Linked DNA regions of Sus scrofa: region 1 is linked to region 2. A link is a contact called in public Hi-C data. All regions are on one chromosome and are shown on one strand. Each heading gives the region's core, a stretch centred on a gene start, on an enhancer-like site or on the middle of the called end of the contact. The rest is flanking DNA. Distances are from core to core; before and after follow the strand shown. Region 1 holds the start of GNL2 (nucleolar GTP-binding protein 2). Region 2 holds the start of DNALI1 (axonemal dynein light intermediate polypeptide 1).

What was found. A called contact is a pair of places that touch in the nucleus more often than the background predicts.
Region 1: a Hi-C map of embryonic fibroblasts shows a contact between it and region 2, with 2.4 times the contacts expected there. The contact joins the promoter of GNL2 here to the promoter of DNALI1 in region 2. A contact is called at or near these places in 1 of 5 promoter capture datasets (liver), 7 of 47 Hi-C or Micro-C datasets (differentiating spermatogonia, embryonic fibroblasts, epiblast stem cells and 3 more) and 2 of 2 datasets of contacts at active chromatin or transcription factors (alveolar macrophages and skeletal muscle).

Annotation. Positions count from the first base shown.
Region 1 is chr6:93,643,049-93,649,949 of Sscrofa11.1, reverse strand. It overlaps GNL2 (nucleolar GTP-binding protein 2), which reads left to right and starts at 3,970. Exons shown (of 16, transcript XM_021095967.1): 1 at 3,970-4,186; 2 at 5,800-5,884. The coding sequence starts at 4,123.
Region 2 is chr6:93,610,803-93,617,638 of Sscrofa11.1, reverse strand. It overlaps DNALI1 (axonemal dynein light intermediate polypeptide 1), which reads right to left and starts at 5,376. Exons shown (of 7, transcript XM_003361926.3): 1 at 4,670-5,376; 2 at 4,554-4,668; 3 at 3,887-4,032; 4 at 2,898-3,067; 5 at 1,234-1,412; 6 at 737-901. The coding sequence starts at 4,698. SNIP1 (smad nuclear-interacting protein 1) reads left to right here and starts at 5,470. Exons shown (of 4, transcript XM_021095969.1): 1 at 5,470-5,786. The coding sequence starts at 5,563.

The sequences.
Region 1 (6,901 bases), core at 2,721-5,220, 34 kb before region 2:
TGAGATACTGCCGCAGCCTGCCTCACGCTGGCTCTGCTGAGAAAAAAGAGAATTTAGGATAGGTGGAAAAGGACCTGGGTCTTACTCAGGCTGCCTTCCAGTCAGCCCATCAGGAAGCTTCAGGGGGACTTTGGGGAAAGGTTTTGCTTTTCAGATCTTAGACATTTGTGTTTACAGGAATCATTTGAGTAGTTTCTTTAAAATGAACGTATACACGCTGTTTTATATATAACATGAATAATCAACCAGGACCTATTATGTAGCACAGGGAACTCTACTCAATATTCTGCAATAACTTCTATGGGAAAAGAATCTGAAAAAGAATGGATATATGTCAGGTGTTCCAGTTGTGGCTCAGTGACGTAGCCTCTGTGAGGATGAGGGTTCGATCCCTGGCCTCACTCAGTGGGTTAAGGATCTGGCATTGCCGAAAGCTGCAGAGTAGGTCACAGATGCAGCTCAGATCCAGTGTGGGTGTGGCTGTGGTATAAGCCTGCAGTTGTGGCTCCAATTCCACCCCTAATCTGGGAACTTCCATATGCCATAGGTGTGGCTGTAAAAAAAGAAGAAAAAAAGAATGGATAAATGTCTATGCATAACTGAATCACTTTGCTGTTAAACACCTGAAACTAACACAACATTGTAACACAACATTGTAAATCAACTATACTCCAATAAAAGTGTGTATTATATATAAGTGTGTATATTCTCTGGGTCCCACCTCCAGAGGGTCTGATCTCAGTGGGTCTTGGGCGAAGGTCAAGAGTCTGCACTTTTACCAGCTCCCCTATGTGTTTCTGATGCTACTGGGCCTCAGATCTCACTTTGAAAAAAACACCTCTTTAGAAACTGAGGCTACTTGTCCATGAGATCCCAATGCAAACATTTTTACAGAATGAAGAAGGAAACTAGGTCAAGATTCTCTCCATCCTGTGAAAACACCAGTCCATTCTTTCCAATCAGAATGTGGCCCAGGGAGTTCCCGTCGTGGCGCAGTGGTTAGCGAATCCGACTAGGAACCATGAGGTTGCGGGTTCGGTCCCTGCCCTTGCTCAGTGGGTTAATGATCCAGCATTGCCGTGAGCTGTGGTGTAGGTTGCAGATGTGGCTCGGATCCTGTGTTGCTGTGGCTCTGGCGTAGGCCGGTGGCTACAGCTCCGATTCAACCCCTAGCCTGGGAACCTCCATGTGCCGCGGGAGCGGCCCAAAGAAATAGCAAAAAGACAAAAAAAAAAAAAAAAAAGTGGCCCAAAGCTTGGCATTTCAAACCACCTTTCTGTTCCATTCCCATGCCCATAAACCTGTGCTTCCTATGAGCCAGATTCCAGGGAGTGGGGCGCTAAGCCTGGGTTTGGCGGGAAAGAAAGCATCCCAATTACACGATGTATACCGGGCACGCAAGTCTTTCAAGTACCATAATTCACATGACCACACTGCAGTCTTTCTGGGTAGGTAAATTAACACGTCTGTTTTAAAGCTGAGAAATTATAGGCCTGGAGGTATGTCTTGACTCCTCCGGTCACCATGACATCAGGAAGGATATATGTGGGAAACATATGACATGCGCGGTGAGCAGGGCAAGCAAACCAAACCAATAAGTTTAGCTTGACCTTCCTGGATCAGGTTTATTATCAGCTGGTAGAACTGAAGTTGGTTGTTGGGATCAGCAAATACTGCTGTAAAAGGATTGATGGATCAGATTATAAAAATAGATGGAAAGTTCATATGTTAAATGCAAGCTGAGTATGAGAACAGGAGAGAAACAACCCACCATATCATCTGGGAAAATGAAACTCCTTGGCAAGACTTCACAACAGCCTGATTCAAAATTTCATAATGAAATTATGTCTCTGATCAAAGCCTTGAATGAGCTCATGGGCTGATTTTTGCCATTCGTGTTTATTCTGGTTTGAACCTAATTGAGGCATCAGAAACATATTATCCTTGTCTCTTCTCTGGAAGTGGGCTTTTGCACCCTTGTTTAGGGGACCAAAGGGACAGTGTGAGGCAGAAGGGGACAACTTTGGATCTTCACAGGGCATGAAGTTGCTTCTGACCAGCTCTCAGATGCTCCTTCAAACACCGTGTCAAGGTCAGGGCCATTTCAGCAAAGTTGTGTTTAAGCTCCTGCTATTGCCCTGGGGGCAATAAAAGTGATTCTCAAGGGAGAGAAGGTATTTCCCACTCCTGTCTAGGGCATGGCCTGTTTTTTCTCTAGAAAGAATGTTTGGGAGTTTGTTTGTTTCAGACTCACAGACTCAGTCATCCGTCCCACAATTCGAGGACCTCACTTTATATCAAGTTGTTTGTTTTTCTGGGATGAGCTACACGCCAGCACAGGATCCACCTTCTTCCTGCCTAAGTACTTCTTCTCTGGCCTCTCCCGTAGGAGAGGATGGACCACAGTGATGGACCCTTCCTGGCAACTTGAAGTGCCAAAAAAAGAGGGAGGTTGAAACACAGACACCTAGAGACTTTATTTTAGCTAGTCAAAACAGAAACTGCTAGGTCTTACTGCCCTCATTTCCCTTCAGGAATGTGGAGATATTCCCATCTGCTAGTGACTAAATGTTATGTATTGACAAAACTTATGTATTGAAACTCTAATCCCTGATGTGATGGTATTGGGAGGATAATTAGGTTTAGATGAGGTCATGAGGATGCAGCCCATGATGGGATTAGTGCCCTTCTAAGGAGAGGAAGAGACCAGTGACCTTCCCCTTTCCCCAGCCTGTGAGGATACAGTGAGAAGATAGATGTCTACAAGCTAGGAAGAGAGTTCTCACTAGGAACCAAACCATGCGGGCACCCTGACCTTTGACTTCCCAGCCCCCAGCATGATGAGAAATCAATGTTTGTGGTTTAAGCCACTCAGTCTATGGTATTTTTTTATAGCAGCCCTAGCTAAGATGTCATCCATTCATTCCTTCATTCAGTGAATATGTATTTAGTCCTTACTATATTTCAAGGTTTTTTTGAAGTCTTGTAGACACAGCAGTGAACAAACTTTTGAGGTCTCTACTCTCAAGAAGCTTGCAATCCAGTTTGGGGGAAGCAGCCGATAAACTTGGAAACAACCTAATTTCAAGTAAGAATAAGTGCCATGAAATAAATACAACCAAATACTATAAGCGAATAACTACAGAAGAATGGGAGATGGCTGAGTTAGACCAATTAGACAGGAAAGACTTCTCCCAGAAGAAAGGGTTGCCGGATAAAATACAGGATGCCCAATTAAATTTGAATTTCATATAAATAATAAACATGTTTAGTATAAGTATGTCCCAAATATTGCCTGGGGCATACTTATACTAAAATATATTCCATTGTTTATCTGGAATTCAAATTTAACTGGGGAAAGAATAACAAATTTAATTGGGCAATCCTGTTTTTTTATTTGCTAACACTTGCAACCCTACCAGTAGGTGACATTTGAGCTAAGAACTGAAAGATCAGAAGGAACTAGCTATGCAAAGGTTTAGGGAAATGATGATTCAGGCAGAAGGAACAGCCAGTGTAAATGTCAGAATAACCAGAAGGAGGGAGGTACAAATGAGGTCAAGTAAATACGCAGGGACCAGATCATGCAGAATTCTGCAGGAATGGCCAAGAGTTTAAATCTCTCTCTCTTTCTCTCTCTCTGGAATTTTAAGAAGGGTGACAAGATCTAGTTGGTATTTAGCTGCTGTGTGGTCGGCGACGTTTGGAAGGGCTTAGAGGACAAATTCAGAAGATAATTAAACTCAAGCTTGTGTCATTGACCTGGGAAGAGGCACCTAAGTTTGTGCGTGGACTCCACTAGCGGTTCTAGGCCGCGCGTCCTGGGTAACCAGGCGGTTGCTATGGAATGTAGCTTGGCGGTTGCTAGGGAGAAAGCGAGGCGGGGCTGGACGCAAGGAAACATCTAAGAGGCCGGCGCGGGGGCGGAGCCAGGAGTGCGGCGGCGCGCGTTCGCCGGAAGTCGTTCGGGGGAAGCACGGGGTGCGAGCGGAAGTGACGTCGGCCTGCGCACGCGGTCCAGCGTAGTTCGAGCGGGTGACCTCGGTTCGTTTTGGGAAGTTAAGAGCTGTTTTACCTGACACAGGCCGGACCCAGCACTCCGGTCCCCGTCCCTTCGGCAAGATGGTGAAGCCCAAGTACAAAGGACGGAGTACTATCAACCCTTCTAATGCCAGCACAAATCCCGGTACAGGCAGCGGGGCTCGCGGAGGGTGGGGCTTTGGAGGAAGCTTGGGGGGAGGGACGCCGGGTGGTTTTACATGAACTGAGCTCAAGCAAAGTGGCCTTTGAGGATGAGAAGGAGGATAATTCCTTGTTCGGAGGCCCTGAGGAGGGCTGACTCTGGCACGTCCGTCAAGACTAGATGCCAGGCAATGGGTCTAAAGCCGGGAGAAGTGAACACTCAGGCCTGGCAGTCTTAGGGCGTCTCCGACTGAGAGGTGCAAGCTCCGAGTTGTCAGGGGGCTCTTAAATGTGACTTCTTGTGTTCCTGTGTGTGTCACGTGTTGAAGCCCCTTCCCCAATATAGTTCAGTCTTGTATGAGTCCAGCTCTCCAGCTCAAGGAATTACTAAAAGTAAATTAGATGAAATCAAGACTAAAAGGGATGTAGCCCGACCCAGCTGGCCTTTTGCACTGGCCCACACTTGCCTGCCACCTTTGCTTTGACCATTGAAATGAGAAAGAAATTGTAGATTTGGCTCTTGGGGTCGTCCCGTCTGGTAAAGTGCATAGAAAACGCTGCAGATAAATCACTACAGTCATTTCAGTAAAGATGTTTTTTAAGATGTGTGTGAGGTTCCACCACAAGATGAACAAGATAACTTTGGGGGGAGTCCCTTCCATTCGGGTTTGGTTAATAAAATGTATTAAGATATGGCTTAAAGGTTTTTTTTAAATTTTGATTCATGTTGAATGTTTTCCCTAGATTGCTGATAAATTATTCCGCTGGTGTAGACTGGAATTTTACAGTTAGACCCGATAAGGCCGTTACAGACCAAGACATGATAGATGAAGAGACCTAGCCAAAATAGGGCAAGTGGCTTGTCACAGTTGGTACAGTTAGTGAGTAGTAGAGCCACCAGTCCTGTGATTTCAGTCTGTTTTCTACTGCATCACTTCAGGAGTAGACAGGTGACTTGAGAAGCCAGGCCAGTATGCTCATTTGTCCTTTTTCTCTCTGAGGTGTAAGGCAAGAATTACTATTTATTTGCTGTTGATTACACTGAGATCAAACATTGGGAAATGAAAAAGCTGGTACATTAGGAACATATATGTATTAGAATCATAGTCTTCATGATGCTTTGCTTATAGCAGGTGCTCAGTATTTGTTAAACTGAGGCCCAGAGGAAGGCATCTTAGTAGTTAAGAACACAGGTCGTGGCCAGATGCTTTTGTCCAAATTCTGGCTCTGCCATTTGTGGCTTTGTACGAGATGTCTGCCTACTGTGCCTCAGTTTCTCACCTGCAGAATGGGGATAATGTATCTGTCTTTATAGGATTATTGTATAATGCCTGTAATGTGACTAGTAAAGTGCCATAATTAGTGCTCAGAAATAGTACCTGTTACCGTTATCAAACTCAGTCCTGTGGAGGGTTCAAGATTCTGTCCGCTTTGTCATGCATATACCATGTAGCTTCCTGTAATGATTTTGTGGGAGCAGCACATGGAGAAAGTGGGGAGTTTGCCATGAGGGGGCAGCTTGCCTACTTTGAGCAAACTGGTTGGTGTGTTTGAAGCAGTGGCTGTGCTTGGACTTGCTGGTTATCAAAAAGTGTGCCGGTCTGCTGTGTTTGCTAGATCGAGTGCAGGGCGCAGGAGGCCAGAACATGAGGGACCGGGCCACAATCCGCCGCCTGAATATGTACAGGCAGAAGGAGCGCAGGTGAGTGTGGGCACTCTCGTCCCTCCCCCTTTCCTAAATGCTCTTGGCTTGTAGCTGACACCTGTTGACCCTTTCATGTTCCCACCCCCACTTCCTCCAGATAAGAGTAGTGTATTTTCAAATATCATTTTATGTGATACACCTTAAATTGTTGGTTAAAGACCTGAGGAGTGGGTGGTGAAATAGTGCTTGTGTCGCAATGCTCCACAACCCCCTCCCTTCTTCGTTCCTCCCAGCCTTGGCCTCCACCACTGACCTGTTAAATCTCAGGGTGGACATCTGTCAGATGGAAATCTGGTTTTCTTTTCTTTTCTTTTTTTTTTTTTTTTTTCCTGGGGCCGCACCCAAGGCATATGGAAGTTCCCAGGCTAGGGGTCTAATCGGAGCTGTAGCTGCTGGCCTTTGCCAGAGCCACAGCAACACCAGATTCGAGCCGCATCTGCAACCTACACCACAGCTCACGGCAACGCTGGATCCTTAACCCCTGAGCGAGGCCAGGGATTGAACCCACAACCCCACTGTTTCTAGTCGGATTCATTAATCACTGAGCCACAACGGGAACTCCAGAAATCTAGTTTTTTTTTCTCTTTTTTTTTTTTTTTGTCTTTTTGCCATTTCTTGGGCCGCTTCTGTGGCTAATGGAGGTTCCCAGGCTAGGGGTCCAATCGGAGCTGTAGCTGCTGGCCTACACCAGAACCACAGCAATTCGGGATCTGAGCCGCGTCTGCGACCTACATCACAGCTCACGGCAACGCCGGATCGTTAACTCACTGAGTAAGGGCAGGGTTCGAACCTGCAACCTCATGGTTCCTAATCAGATTCATTAACCACTGCGCCATAACGGGAACTCCTGGTTTTCTTTGATAAAGCATATAGAACGGTATCATGAAAGCAGCCAGAAAACTTGTTTTTTAAATCACGACATTGCAGCACTTGGAAACTCATCACAACTCTGAGTTCTGCTGAGGCAGCCTCTGTCACGGGGACTTGCTGAGTGTGGCATTTTGCGAGCTGGTC
Region 2 (6,836 bases), core at 4,127-6,626:
AAAACCCACAGCCTAATTCCTTGGACCACACTCTTGAGGAAGGCTCCTGATGTGAAATGGTTCTTCCCTCACAAAGGGCCTTCCCTGCCCACCTCTAATGCTGTGCCTCAGAGGGAGCTGCAGGTAAGAAAGCATTTCTAGGAAAGCCCACTGGAGTGGCCAGCCTGCTCTAGGAAGCCTCCAAAATATCAGCTGCCATGGGACAGAAGTGCCGCCTTTGCCATATCTGCCGCTCCCAGATGTTAGGCAACTTTTATCCAAGGGGGAAAAATTCTCCACTAGAAAGCCTGGGAGTTCCCGTTGTGGTACAGTGGAAATCCCACTAGGAACTGTGAGGTTGCGGGTTCGATCCCTGGCCTTGCTCAGTGGGTTAAGTATCTGGCGTTGCCATGAGCTGTGGTGTAGGCCGGCGGCTACAGCCCCGATTTGACCCCTAGCGTGAGAACCTACATATGCCACGGGTGCAGCCCTAAAAAGACAAAAAAAAAAAAAAAAAGCAAGCCAGGCTGAGGTATTGTGGGATTCAGAGTTGAGAATGGAGCCCCCTCTGGAGGCAGATGGACAGAGAATCTGGCTGATGATCCCTCACCCCCAAGTCCACTTCCTTTACTCCTTGACAGGGCACTGGACAAGAACTGAAAGTCATCACAGGACAGGGAACGGAAGGCTTGGCCTGCTTGGCTGGCAGGGTTGGCGGGAGTGAGGGGCGGGCCCACTGGGCCTGCTGGTCGGTTACCTTCAGCTGCTGATTGGTCCTCTTGAGGAATTGAATCTCCTCGTTGTGCTTCTTCTCCTCCACCTGTCTCCTCTCACTTTCCCGCTTCTCTGTGGCCTCGCATTTTGCCTTCTGCTCATTCACTTGCCTCTCCAAATCTCGCTTTTCTGTCTCTAATTCTGCAATCTGAGGACAGAACCCACAGTCATCCTGGGAAGTCGCCAAGTGTACGGGGCAGTGTGAGTGCATGGATGGAGGGGACCAGGGACACAGCTGTCCAACCCAAGGCATTGCCAGGGTCTGTACTGCCACCCAGTGGGAGGTCAGGGACTGGCAGACCATGTCCAAGGGGAGACCACTCTGCCAGGACTGGGGCTGGCACTCTGGACCAAAGGGCTTACTGAGGTGATGAGAGAGCACCCCAGGGGGGGCAGAATTAGGTGCTGGCATGACAACCTGTGGCCCTGAGATCCACGGGAGAGTCAAGAGGCCCAAAAGCTCCTGGTAGACCCACTCACTTTCCTCTCCATGTCTGACTTCCCCTGTTCTGCCTGCAGCGCCTTCCTCATGCCAAACGCCACACTGCTCTCATACAGGGTCTGGTAGGCAGCGATGGTCATGCGGATCTCGTCCCGGACCCGCAGCAGCAGCAGCCCCCGCTCTGCACAGTTGATGGTGACCTCACGGATCAGCTCATCTTCCAAGGCGCGCACACACACACACACACACACACACACACACACACACATGGTGAAGTCAGAGAAAGCAGGCAGGAGGGGAAATGCAAACCACCTACTGTCAGGGGCACCAGGGTGAGTCCTTCCCACTTGGAGACAGGCTTTAGGCTTTGCCATGCAGCCACTGCCCTGAACCTGACACTTGGGAGTACAGGCCATCTGAAAGCATGGCTTGGCCAGCACAGAGGGAGACAAGAGCCCAGGTTTGTCTGCAGCTGTGGGGCCCTTCTCTTCCACCCACCATCAGGCAGAAACTGCTATTCAAAGAAACCTGACTTTTTGGAGTTCCTGTCGTGGCTCAGCAGTAATGAACCTGACTAGTACTCATGAGGGTTAAGGATCCGGTGTTGCCGTGAACTGTGGTGTAGGTCATAGACGTGGCTTGGATCTGGTGTTGCTGTGGCTGTGGCGTAGGCCAGTAGCTATAGCTCTGATTTGACCCCTAGGCTGGGAACTTTCGTATGCCACGGGTGCGGCCCTAAAAAAAAATTAAGTAAAAAAAATAAAGATGGTGGCTGTTTTAAAGCAGCTGAGCAATCCCCTGTACCCCTGGATGGACCAGACTGGGGCTGGAAACAGCAGGGTCTCCAGCCTACCCATCCATCCCCTCATAAAGGCTGACTTGGAGGGCAAACCAGAATCATACTCAGACTGAAGGCAGCCTGCTAGGCCCCCTAAGCAGCCTCAGGGTTTGGCCGCAGTTTGCACATCCAAGTGACATGGGCCAGTGAGACCAGACTGAGGGCCAGCCATCTGACACCAGCACCCCAGGAGGGTGCTCTCAAACCCCTTGTCTGTCGGCTTATTGTTGTTAAACCGCCATACAGTTGTTATCACCCTGAAAGATTCCTCTGGACCAAAGGCTGAATGTCGATAGATGGATATAAATATGGAACATTAAGTTTTTCTCTTTTTTTTTGCTTTTTAAGGCCGCAGCTGTGGCATATGGATGTTCCCAGGCTAGGGGTCAAATCGGGGCTGCAGCTGCCAGCCTACGCCACAGCAAGACCAAATCCAAGCCGCATCTGAGATCTACACCACAGCTTTACTGCAACGCTGGATCCTTAACCCAGTGAGCAAGGCCAGGAATGGAAATCCCATTCTCACGGACACTATGGTGGGTTCTTAACCCACTAAGTCACAAAGGAACTCCAAAACATTAAGTTTTTCTGATGAAAAAAAAAAAAAAAACCTGACGTAGGCTTATTTTAGAAACCTTTAAAAAAAAAAAAAAAAAGATTTGAAATTGATGTTCTTGTCTGACTCCAAACAGCTAAGGGGTGAAGAACCAGGTTTGCTAGGAATGTGGTGACTGGCAGGGGATGGGGGTCCTGAGAAGGGGAAGAGGGTGCATTTAGCAGTTCCTGGGTGGGGCAGGTCGGGATCTGTGCTGACGGGGAAGGAGGCACTAGGGGGTTGAGGACCCTCCCTCTCGGACTGCTCACCGAAACACTGGGAGTACAGCTCCCTGCGCACAGGGCAGATGCCGGTCTCCCGGGCCTGGCGCTGCTGCAGCTTCAGGTCCAACTGCTCCTGCAGGTGCACCACGTCCATCCTGGTGCTGGGGGTGCTGGACACCTGCTGGATCCATAGCTGTGTGTCCTCCACCCATTCCCTGTGGCACAGACAGAGCCGGGCTGAGTGAACCCCATCCACCAGAGAGGGTCACTGGGAGGGGAGCAGAGGTGGGCCTTTGTGTTCTCTGCTTGAGAGGAGCGAGGGGCAGCTCTGTCCCTGACCCACCAGAATCCTCCATCTCCTCCTTTTCCTTAAGGAGTGTGTGGCTCCAAAGCCACACCCACTGTGCAACCTCCAAGGGGCCCCTCCCCTGGGGCTGGGCAGTCTTCATTCTTCCAGGACCCTCTGTGAAGTCATCACCCATGTTCCAGATCTTAACCACTGACCATGGTGAGGACAGATCTATGGCGGTTGTTACTGAATGGAAGGCCCAGAGGAAATTCCCACTGACTTGACGGGGTAGGAGACACAGGGGACCATAGACCTGCGCCAGCCGGAAAGAGGTGAATGTATGTATTGCAGGCCATACCTCTATGGCCCCCCCATACTGACCAAGGATGAGCAGGTTGGGAGAAGGAAGACATTGTGATTTAGTTTGAGACATGTTAAGTTTGAGAAGTGTATTAGACATTTTCATGAAGGTAATGAGAACAGAGCAGAATATATGCGCATGGAGTTTAGGGGAGAGGACAGGGCTAGATCCAGCATATGGGCGCCATCAGCATTTAGAGCACTCTGAAAATGAGGAGATGTCTCCCCCCAACCCTCAGCATCTAGCCATCTGCAAGTTCTAGGAACTCTGGGATGCTAGGAAGAAATCCCAGCCAGAAACAGAGACAGGGTGCCTCCTCACACATTCCTAAGTTCTAGGATGCAAAAGTCTGGGCTTCCGCCCAGCCACTGCTTTTTTTTTAACCTTGGCGGCAGAATGGCATTCAAGATTTCTTCTGCCTGCTTTGTAGGATCTGGGACACAGGAAGTTGAGGGGAGCTTGGTCTTCGGTGGCTGTGGGACAGGACCTGAGGGTCCAGGCTGCTGGGGGCTGACTTTCAGTAGCCGAGCCTGAGAAGGAAGGACAAGGTGGGACAGGAGGTGATTTAGACACTCAGCTCCACACACTTTGGCAGGCTTTCACCGGGTCACTCGCATACCTCTCCCCCATTCTCAGATCACTCTTCCTCATTAGAAGTTATGTTTCAGAGCTGAAGGAGGCCATGAAGAATCTCTGGTCCCACCCCAACTCAATGCTTCTATCTCCTTGTGCAGATGTTGCTCAGGCCTTTACTTTCTTACCTTTAGAGATGGGGCCAGTCACTATCAGATCTATCCTTGTACACTACCTGGATAGGGCAGGGAGCCCCATCCATCTCTCTGTGACTTTTTTTCCCATCCTAAATCTGCCCTTAGGATCACCCAACATCTGGGCTTCTTGTACCGCTCTCCCACCCTCCTTGCCTGGTCCTAATTCCCTTTATTCCCAGTCACTGCACCCTCTGTCCCTTGGGACTCCCAATCCTCAAGGCAGGGATCTGTCATTCCCCGTGGGAGTTTCCGAGCTCCCCCATCCTGAGACTCCTCCTTACTTTGGGACTCCGTTTCTCCGTGTTGCGGCTCACCAATACCGGGGTATCATACTTGAGCAGAGAGTCGGCGGGGGGGATCATGGCGGCGGCGAGGGTAGCAGCACAGCAGCGACCCTCCTGTCAGGGCAGTGTTTGCCGTCGCCATGGAAACGTCCTTGACATCCTCATGGCCTGGGCGGGGCTTCGAGGCGGGGCGGGGCCAGCAGCTCGAGAGTTTCTTTCTGCTCAACCTTCGAGGAAAGTTCTCCTGCGTTTAGCTTGTCAAGCCTCCTGCTCACCGGGATCGCCTTAGCACTCTTGGAAGCAGGGGAAACTTGAGTTCTGGATCCCTTCGCTGCGTCCAGCTCACGGTTTGAGTAAGGCGCAGATCACTTTCGCTGATCCTGGATTTTGTCACCCGCAAATGGAATCATTTGACTCCTCAGTGAAGGCTGAGGAAGATTCCCAGAGGAAGGCATTTAAAGTTCCCAGGTTTTAAAAAGAGTTTGCCTTTAATGGAGAAATGGCGACGATTTGCCCGGCCGACGATTTGCCCGGGCTACGATCTGTGATTGCATTTCCTTCTCTTCCCCTTTCCTTCGTATTTCCAAACGTAAATGTCATCACAGTCTGCGCACAATTTTGCATCTTGCTTCTTCCATTTAACAAGTCAGACTTTTTTCCATTTGTCGTATAGTTTGTAAATACCATTGCAAATGGTGACATAATCTCTTTTCTACTGCTGGATGTGTAGTTTGTCCCCATGTTTAGTAACTAGTAATAACGCGTCAACAAACAACCTTGAGAGGAGCTTTTTCCCCCCAATTTGTTTTTGAAACCTAAAACTCCCGCCCCACAGAGTCGGGTCCCTAAGGCCCCGCCCACTCGGGATTCTGATCGCGTTATCCGCCGCGAGGGTTTCTGGGAGAGCGCGCACCCGGAAGCGGAAGTCCAGGACTCAAGTCCGTCATTTCCTTCACGGAGAGGAGCGCGACGGTCCTGTTTTTCCTTGGCTCAGCCGTTTCACAGCATGAAGGAGGTGAAGAGCGAGCGGGAGCGGGGAAGTCGGCGAAGGCACCGGGACGGGGACATGGTGGCGGCGGCGACGGTGGTGGTGAAGCAGGAGCGCCTCAGCCCGGAATCCGCGCCTCCTGTCCATCGCCGTCCGGACTCCTCCGGCGGTAGCCCTTCCCCGCTGGCCGGCGAGTCAGGCCGCCCCGGTCACCGCGGGAACCGAGCTCGAGGAGGTAGCCGGTAAGTGGGAAGCAGCCTGGGGTAGACCTGAGGTCGGGCTTTTTGAGAAAGGGGGACAGGGCTGGCACCAGGAGCACACCTTGAATGCTGAGCGCGGCAGCTTGAATTAATCCTAAGGCGATAGAAGTGACCGGTTGTGAGTGTGTTAACGTTTACTCTGATACCTGTTACTTGCGTTATACCTGGGCGTTAAACGCCTAATGCCTGATGGGCAAGTTCTTGCTCCTTCATCTCTGTGTGCTCAGCATTTCTCCGAGTATGGTCCAGCTGATGACAATGATAGTTTATGTTGAAATGAAAGATTTTTCCCACCTGCCTCCAAATGGGGTTATTTTTTCAGTTATCTGCCCCAAGAAGTTTTCATATCCTGAGCCTAGGTGATCTGTCTGATATTCTGGGGGGAAATTGTCTTTTGCGAACAATTTATTCATTCATTCGACATAGTTTTGTCGAGTACTTATTATGTGCTAAAGACCTCATAGGTTATAAAATAATGTGGAAAATAGCTATGTACAATTTTTTAAAATATAAATGTATATGTGGAATTTGAATCAAACTGTAAAATTATACACAGATAAAACTGAAATAAAGAAAATAATGGGAGTTCCCATTGTACCTCAGCAGTAACGAACTGGACTAGTATTCTTGAGGACTATGAGGATGTAGAATTCATCCCTGGCCTCGATCAGTGGGTTCAGGATCCAGCGTTGCCATAAGCTGCATTGTAGGTCGAAGATGCGGCTCTGATCCTGTGTTGCTATGGCTGTGGCGTAGGCCAGCAGCTGTGGCTCTGATTTGACCCCTAGCCTGGGAACTTCCATATGCTAAGGGTGTGGCCCTAAAAAGACAAAAAAAAAAAAAAAAAAAAAAAGGAAGAAAGAAAGAAAAAGAAAAGAAAATATGAGGCAGGCAGGCAGGCCGTCCTGGGTATTGGGGTGGAAAGAATGAGCATGATAGATGATCTCTACCCTGGTGAAACTGAGATGCTCTAGCCCTGAGACAGAATAACAAGGAAATAAAGAAAATAATTTGTTAGTAACAAGTACTAGG